Regions from separate parts of the Mus musculus genome. Here region 1 is linked to region 2. A link is a contact called in public promoter capture Hi-C data. All regions are on one chromosome and are shown on one strand. Each heading gives the region's core, a stretch centred on a gene start, on an enhancer-like site or on the middle of the called end of the contact. The rest is flanking DNA. Distances are from core to core; before and after follow the strand shown.

Region 1 (3,609 bases), core at 907-3,406, 92 kb before region 2:
CATACCTAGCAATGCATGTGAGGATATATTTCCTTGCTATCATAAAGAGATCATTACTCCAGCTCTTGGAAGGTGGAGGGAGAGCCAGGCTACGTGGCTACACGAGACCCTAATGATAGTTAACACATTCAGAGAAGACTGAAAAGTGTTTTCCTTCCTCACTCACCTTGGGCTTCCTGCTTCCTCCTGGCCTCTGAACACCAGGCTCTCTCTGTGGTGTGTGTGAGAGGGGCCTGCTTAGGTACATCTGAAGGTGCAGGAATCAAAGAGGGTTCCCAGGAGAACGTGTGGCCCGCAGAGCACTCCCATACAAGCTCTCCTTCACCACCTCCAGGCCCCCGGAGCCCGGGCACTAGGCCGCATTCCCGGCTGTGTGTGTGAGACAGGAGCACCAGGTACTGCAGACCCTTCCGAGGCCCAGGCTCTGGAGCTGGAGGTAAGATGAAGCAGTCATGCAAGGACCAAGAAAACCACTCAGGCCATCCTAACCCTCTAAACCCACTGGCAACCTCAGGACATATACGACATCGGTTTATTTGTTTTTTTCTAATCTTTTTTAAAGATTTATTTATTTTATGTATGTAAGTACACTGTAGCTATCTTCAGACACACCAGAAGAGAGCATCAGATCCCATTACAGATGGTTGTGAGCCACCATGTGGTTGCTGGAAACTGAACTCAGGACCTCTGGAAGAACAGTCAACGTTCTTAACTGCTGAGCCATCTCTCCATGCCCAGACATTGGGTTTTTTCTTTTTTTAAGCATTCTTTTAAAAATATTTTATTTGTCATTAGCTTTGTATATCTGTGGGTGTGTGCACATGAGTGCAGGTGCTCCTGGAGGCCAGGGATGTTGGATCTCCCTGCAGCTAGAGTTCCACACAGTGAGCCTCCTGCCATGAGCACTAGGAAGGAAAGGAATTTGGGTTCCTCTGCAAGAGCAGCACACCACCCAGCCATTGCTTCAGCCCCTGAAGAGTTTGAAGGGATCTTGTTTTTGTTTTCAACCTAGATGCACAGTTGTTTGTTGTTTTGGTTTGGTTTAGAGCCGGGACAAACACACCCAAAGGTCCCAAGGCAAAGCTCCTTTCCCACAGGCATGGCAGCAGGCTTATTTTGGGCTTGTCCTCTTCCCGAACCCAGTAGGAGCTTCTGATCCATTTCTCTTGAGACATTCAGTCTCTAGGAGGCGCCACTACCTGTTAACGTCTTTTACCTACCTGCACAGAGGACACAGCCTGAAGAAGTGTACCTGCCAGAGAGGAGCTTGGTGTCAGCTCAGAGCCAACCACCCTCAAGTCTCCGCACTCACACACTTACAGGGCCAACCCTACAGACCTCCCATTCGCTGGGGCTAGGAGGGGAGGAGCAGGCCCACCCTGCCCAAACGAGAAACCCAAGGCTGTAGGAACCGGCTTGGGGCTGTGTCTCGGTGCCCTCCTTGGTCCCTCCCGGCCCCTAACCGGTCCAACAGGAACTTGGCGAGCTGCGAGTGCAGGGAGAAGCCCAGCCGCTCCTTGAGGAGGCACCACTGTTCCATGTGGCCGCCCAGGCGGATGCGGCACTTGCTGCGGCGCGCGTCCAGCTGCCTGCGCTTCTCCCGCCGGCGGCGGGATGCGTCTGCCACCGGAGAGGCCATAGACGTGCGGGCCTACGGGAGGAACGTGCTGTCGTCGTCGGGGCTTTCGGGACAGACACAGCCCCTCGCTCCGTCTGCAATGAATGGGGAGACCATAGTGCCTCCGCAGCGCTCGCGCCTCTCGGATCCAGCCACCCCTTCTTAGAGCCAGGGAGGACACTTGGAACACGGGGGTCGCAGGCAGGGGGAAAAGACTGGAAACTTGCTCTCCTTGTCTGGAGGCGGCCAGGTCTGCGTGCAGCCGCGCCTTGGCCTTCTCCCTGCCTCCCATGCAGGGGAAGCCCACCCAGCAATGCTAGGACACCGGGCCAACCCTCGTGGGGTCTTACCTGCACGCCCCAACCCGCCTTTGCCCAAACTGCGCCTGCGCTCCCCGGACCCGCGTGCTCACTCCGAAAGCCACAGAAGGACCGGGGCCCACCGCGCGCGCCGCCGCTGTTTCTCTTTTAAGAAGAAACCGTCCCCCCTCGGCGTCAGGAGGCTACGGCCTGGACTTGCAGCGGGAAGACAGCTGTCTGCGCCTGCGCCCCGGGAGCCCCGTGCAAAGCCTGCCGGGAATTGTAGTTAGCCTTAGTCCTGAACGACTGTCTGGGATTCTGTCGTCATTGCTCCTTCTATTAGCATCTCTGCCTATCAGTTGCCACCAAGCAAACGCGAGCTGCAGCATCCGCCAGCTGAAGCCAACTAGAGTCCTTTCTGAACCGCGAGACCACCCTCCAGCTGCAACCTATAACCTGCCACCATCCACACGAGAAGTTGCCTACACTTTGTACAGACTCTGATTTCACATCGTCTACAAATGGCTCTGATGGAGTTATTTCTATCAAGAGACTGCAACGGCACTTGTCAACGGCACAAGTTTTTTATTTTCTGTTTTGCTTGAAACAAGGTCTCATGTAATTCAGGCTGGTGTCCAAACTCACCATGTAGCCAAGATAGCCTTGACTCCTGCCTCCACTTTTGAAGTACTGAGATTAAAGGCCTGCACCTCTCTATGTTGCTAAATGAAGTGACCAATTCTGTTGCCTCTCTGCCCCAGAATGGAGAAGAGTTTAGCTCTCTCCTCTTGCCACACATTCATCTCACTTTCTTCTCAACTTCACTGTCAGACTAGACTTTGTCTGCTCCTGGTTTTCTCCCGCTTGGCTGGATCCTCTTCTCTCTTAGATCCTTCTGTTACCAAAAGATGGAATGGACTAGGCTCAGGTCCCTGGCAAGCCTCTCTTTTAGGTATGCTCTTGGGGGGGGGGGGGTGATGTAATTAGATCACCCATTGATTGATGTTTCTGGCTACCCTTTTGGGATTCCAGACTCCTTTGACTGCCCAGTTGACTCTCCATGGTTAAATGGCTTAATATACTTCATGTTTATAAAGAATTTACAAGTGCCTGGCACAAGGGAGTCCACAATGAACAGCCTTAGGGCTCAAACCTCACTCCAAGTCACTTGCACTACTGACTGTTTTCTGTAGCAAATCACTACAAACTTGACAACTCAAAACAGCAGAAATTTACTCGCTTACAGTTTTGGAGGTCTGCACCAAAGTGCTGAACAGGGCTACAGGTCAAGCAAGAGCTCTAAGAGAGTTTTCTCCTTGCCTTTTTTATCTTCCAGTGGTGACCAGCGTTCTGGGACTTCTGGCCATATCACATAAGCTTCTGACTCCACACAGCCTTGCTCTAGTGCAACCCTTCCTCTTCTTTCAAACACAGTCCACTTGGGTAATCCAGAGGACCTCCCATTTCAACACCTCAAACAGTTATAACTGCAAAGTGTTGGCTACAAAAAAAAAGCAACTTTCACATATTCTAGTAGTTAGAACACGGATGTTTGGTGAAACTATGTTTCAGCATGCAGTATGATCATCATAGACTGTTGAGGCATCTCATCAGAGAAAGATGCTTGCTGAGCAAGTCTGGGGCCTCAGTTTAATCCCTAGAACCCAGCATTAGGGTGGAAGGGGGAGAATG
Region 2 (3,793 bases), core at 1,170-3,669:
TTTTTTTTTTAATGAGTCTTTTTACATAGCCATAGCTGTTCTGGAACTTACTCTGTGCCCAGGCTCACAAAAATCCACCTGCCTCTGCCTCCTGAGGGCCGGGACTAATGGTGTGTGCCACCCTTCCCAAAGACTTGTGTTTTATTATATTTATTCCAATTGTACAACTTTACTAAAAAGCTCCTGATAACCCACCGAAATTTTACTCTTTAAGTGAAACAAACTAAAACCTATGGGTAATAGGGGGAGTGAGCTCATATAAGCATCTGTGTCGGTCAATTTCAGTTGTCAGCTTGATTGCATCACAACATGCCCAGGGTATCAGTGAGGCGCACGGCTAAGTAAATGTGTCAGAATATTTCCAGAAAGGATTACCCGAGGAGGCAAGACTCACCCTGGATGTAGGCATCACCAACTTGTGGACTGGGCTCCAGAACTGGCTTAAAAAGATAAAGATAAAACAAACCTAAATGCCAGCATCTGCCTCTCTCTGCCCAGCCTGTGGATGCTCAGATGAATCATGCCCCTGAGGCCACACCTTCCCTACGGTAGAGGGCTGCATCCTTTCTAGCCATGAGCCAAATTAAACTTTTGGTAGGTGGTGTTTAAAGCGTCCCCCTGTCCCCACCGTAATTATTTATTACTATTTATTTGAAATATTTATTTAAATGCTATTAAATGTATATTTTATATATACATCCATGTATATACTGTCACACTGATTTATTTAAATGTGTTGGAGGTGTGTCAAGCACGCCGGGTGCATTTGTGACAGTTAACAGGCAACTTGTGGGTGTTGGTTCTCTCCATCGACCACATGGGTCCTTGGGGTCAAACTTGGGTTTTCAGGCATGGCAGCAATCACTTTTACCCACTAAGCCAGCTCACTGGCCCACGACCTATTCTTTTATGCTATTATTATAGACTAATAAATCACATGCATTTTAAAATGTAAATCGGAGTCTAATATGTGAGTAAAATTAGCCCATGCTAGTCTAAGACTCGCCATGGAAACTTAAACTGAATCTTCTGCCCCCAATTCCTACGTCCAATGCTTTACAAGTGTGAGCCACCTCACCGAGCTCAACTATGCAAACATTGAAAACTCACACTTAGGAAGAGATTGCCTATCAAGTACTCCACACAGTTCTTCCCTCATCCAGCAACTCTGAGGCTCCATGAGAGGGGCTTCCAGAGATGTGGGGAACAGCCTAAACTAGCTGTGGATCTGAGCTGTCAAAAACTTTTGTGAACACAGACCCTATTGGACCCTCAATCCTACCTTGTTCTTTATCACTTCACCATTGTGGGGACACAGGGAATTTCCGGGTGCTACTGATTCCAGGAAAGGGTGGTGATCCACCCCATGGTCAGTGGGAACAGCCTTGGACCCAGCATGCTTTTGGTAGGTGGTGTTTAAAGCGTCCCCCCGCCCCCACCGTAATTATCTATGAAGGACTGAGCTGGGTGGGTGCCTGTGGTGTGCCAGATTTTCTAAAGCGGATGAAATATTTGAACTGGTTTTGTCTTGGTTTTAATTTTTTAAATTTAATTTTATTTTAATTTCTTTATTTTTTGGTGTTTTTGGTTTTTAGATTTTGGTTTTGGTTGGTTGGTTGGTTGGTTGGTTGGTTTGGTTTGTTTGTTTTAAAAGGGCCCGTGAGACGGCTTACCAAGTAAACACACTTGCCACCAAACCTGATGATGTGAGTTCGATTGTGGAAGGAGAGAATCAGGTCTGCAAGTTGTCCTCTGATTGCCACAGACACACAGACACACACACTAAATAAATATCTTTTAAAATAATTGAGCTGAGAACTATACAAAAAGTTTCCTTAGAAACTCCATCTTTCAAGTTCCAGTCTCTATCTGCTCCGAATAAAGAGCACTGTGTTTACATAGTCCCGGGACATCCAGATACCCGGGAGAGGTTCTGATCCTGGACTCTGGCCAATAACTGAGAGACTGAGTAAAATCCCACCTGTTTTCTCTTAACTAGGCCCCCTCAGAAGACCCACAAACCCAGGGATACCCAGGTAAAAAAAGAAGCACACTGCTTCTCTCTGGTGAATTGGAAGGACTTGATTCAGCCAGACACCAGGCACTCCGATCCTGAAGACAGTGCAGGAGGGTGCCTCCTGCACAGGGTGCCCCAGAGGAACACCTGACCCCAGACTCCCCTGCCCTGAGCAGGTTTATAGGCCAAGCAGGAGCCCCTCACCTACCTGCTCAGAAGCCTTACAAAACTGCAATCCAGGCTCAGGACGGTCAGGAGAGAGAGAAGTGTGGTGGGGCAGGGTCCTGTGGGGAAGAGCGATTAGAAGAGGCAGGAGCAGCTGAAGGGCAGCCTGAGCTCCTAGGTTTCCTCTCAGACCCTGCTCTATCTATGTTGGCCCAGATGTAAGTCCCCAACTTCTAGGCGTGAGCCCTGCCTGCCTCCTCCCCAAGGGGCGGGGCCTGGTGCCCGAACAGCTTTCAGTTTCAGTTCCTGGAAATGGCTAGTTTTCGGGAGTTAGCACTCAGAGGCCAAGTTCTTCTTCAGAGGGGGGAGGAACTCTGTCGGCCGCTGGCCAGTTGGGGAGGTCAGAAGTCTGCCCGTGAAGCCTGCCATTCAGACTTCGGTCAGAGCTGCCTGGACTGACCCTGCTACCTCCCTTCCCGGAGCCCCTAGTGCTCAGATGATAGCACCTAACCCTGGGAGACGCTCATCTTCAGATCCAGTGCGTTCCAGAACTATGGGAGTGATAGGGTTTGAGGATCGCCGAAGGAAGACCCCCGACTCAAATAGTATATAAAAGAAAAGTCAGTGTATTCTGCAGAAATTACCAGCATTCTGAGGTCAACCATTCATCAAAATGGCGGCAGCCTGAGGGGCTTTAACGCAGGGGAAATTTTCAGAAGCGTTAGGTAACCTCTACTATGATCAGTAAGGGGCAAAGCAGTGACATTAGTACAATTTTTATTGGTTACTAGGTTAGTTTCATTATATTTGGTGAGACCTTGAAGAAGTTCAGACAGGAGCTCAGCTCTGGTCTTGGTATCTTCTCCAGCCATGTGTCCCAAGATCTAACTCAGCTCCAGACTGAGTCAGGGTCGGCACTGATCTAGGCTTATTGTCAGTGGCTTCCTCTGAGGATCCCAGTGTGCTTCCCCGGGGAACTGAAATGTTTCTTTCCCAGGGTTCTTAGTGGACCTCTCAAGAGCAGCAGACCCTTCACAAGGCTGCTCCTTGTAGCTGCTCCCCTTGTTCACTAGTTCTCTCGATCCCTCCTACCAGGGAGCCCTTCTAATCTACCCTGTCATCTTACCCTATCTCCAGTGTGGTCTCTTCTCACTCGTGATTCCTCAGAGTTCAGGAGACACAGTACCTGGCTTGCCCTGTGTTATTGATGACCTTGGGAGTAGAGGCCTGTAACTATTAAGCTGGTGTCCGTATTTCACACCACAGTCAGAACAGGTCTGGGGGTTTCAGGGCAAGGCTCATTAAAGAACCCATCAATGTCAGATCCCGAGGATATCCTGTGGACCATGTGTGGCAAGCCTACCTTCTATCGGTCCCTGACTTCCTCTTCCCTCACTCTTCAGTGTCTGGGCTGCTCTGAGCTCCTCCAAACTCCTGCCTTGATGTTCCAACAGGTGGAGAAGTGCTTCCCAGGGCCACACAACATCCTCCTCCCCTCCAGTCCTCAGCCTGGGTTGGTCTCTACAAGACAGCTGCACTGTCCCAAGGTGCTGTTACCTGCTTGATGCCTGCTGTTTTTTTTAGTCAGGGTTTCTATTCCTGCACAGACAT

What was found. Capture Hi-C pulls out chosen DNA fragments and counts their contacts.
Region 1: a contact with region 2 is called in a promoter capture Hi-C map of liver. The contact joins the promoter of Zfp692 here to the promoter of Irgm2 in region 2. A contact is called at or near these places in 7 of 39 promoter capture datasets (3T3-L1-derived adipocytes, embryonic stem cells, liver and 4 more), 13 of 484 Hi-C or Micro-C datasets (B cells, CD4 T cells, CD8 T cells and 8 more), 6 of 115 datasets of contacts at active chromatin or transcription factors (CD8 T cells, bone marrow-derived macrophages, embryonic stem cells and 1 more) and 3 of 9 other capture datasets (adipose tissue, liver and pancreatic islet).

The regions. Positions count from the first base shown.
Region 1 is chr11:58,305,616-58,309,224 of GRCm38.p6, reverse strand. It overlaps Zfp692 (zinc finger protein 692), which reads right to left and starts at 2,156. Exons shown (of 12, transcript NM_182996.3): 1 at 1,969-2,156; 2 at 1,464-1,713; 3 at 1,221-1,252; 4 at 167-430. The coding sequence starts at 1,639.
Region 2 is chr11:58,213,603-58,217,395 of GRCm38.p6, reverse strand. Irgm2 (immunity-related GTPase family M member 2) reads right to left here and starts at 2,419. Exons shown (of 2, transcript NM_019440.3): 1 at 2,226-2,419.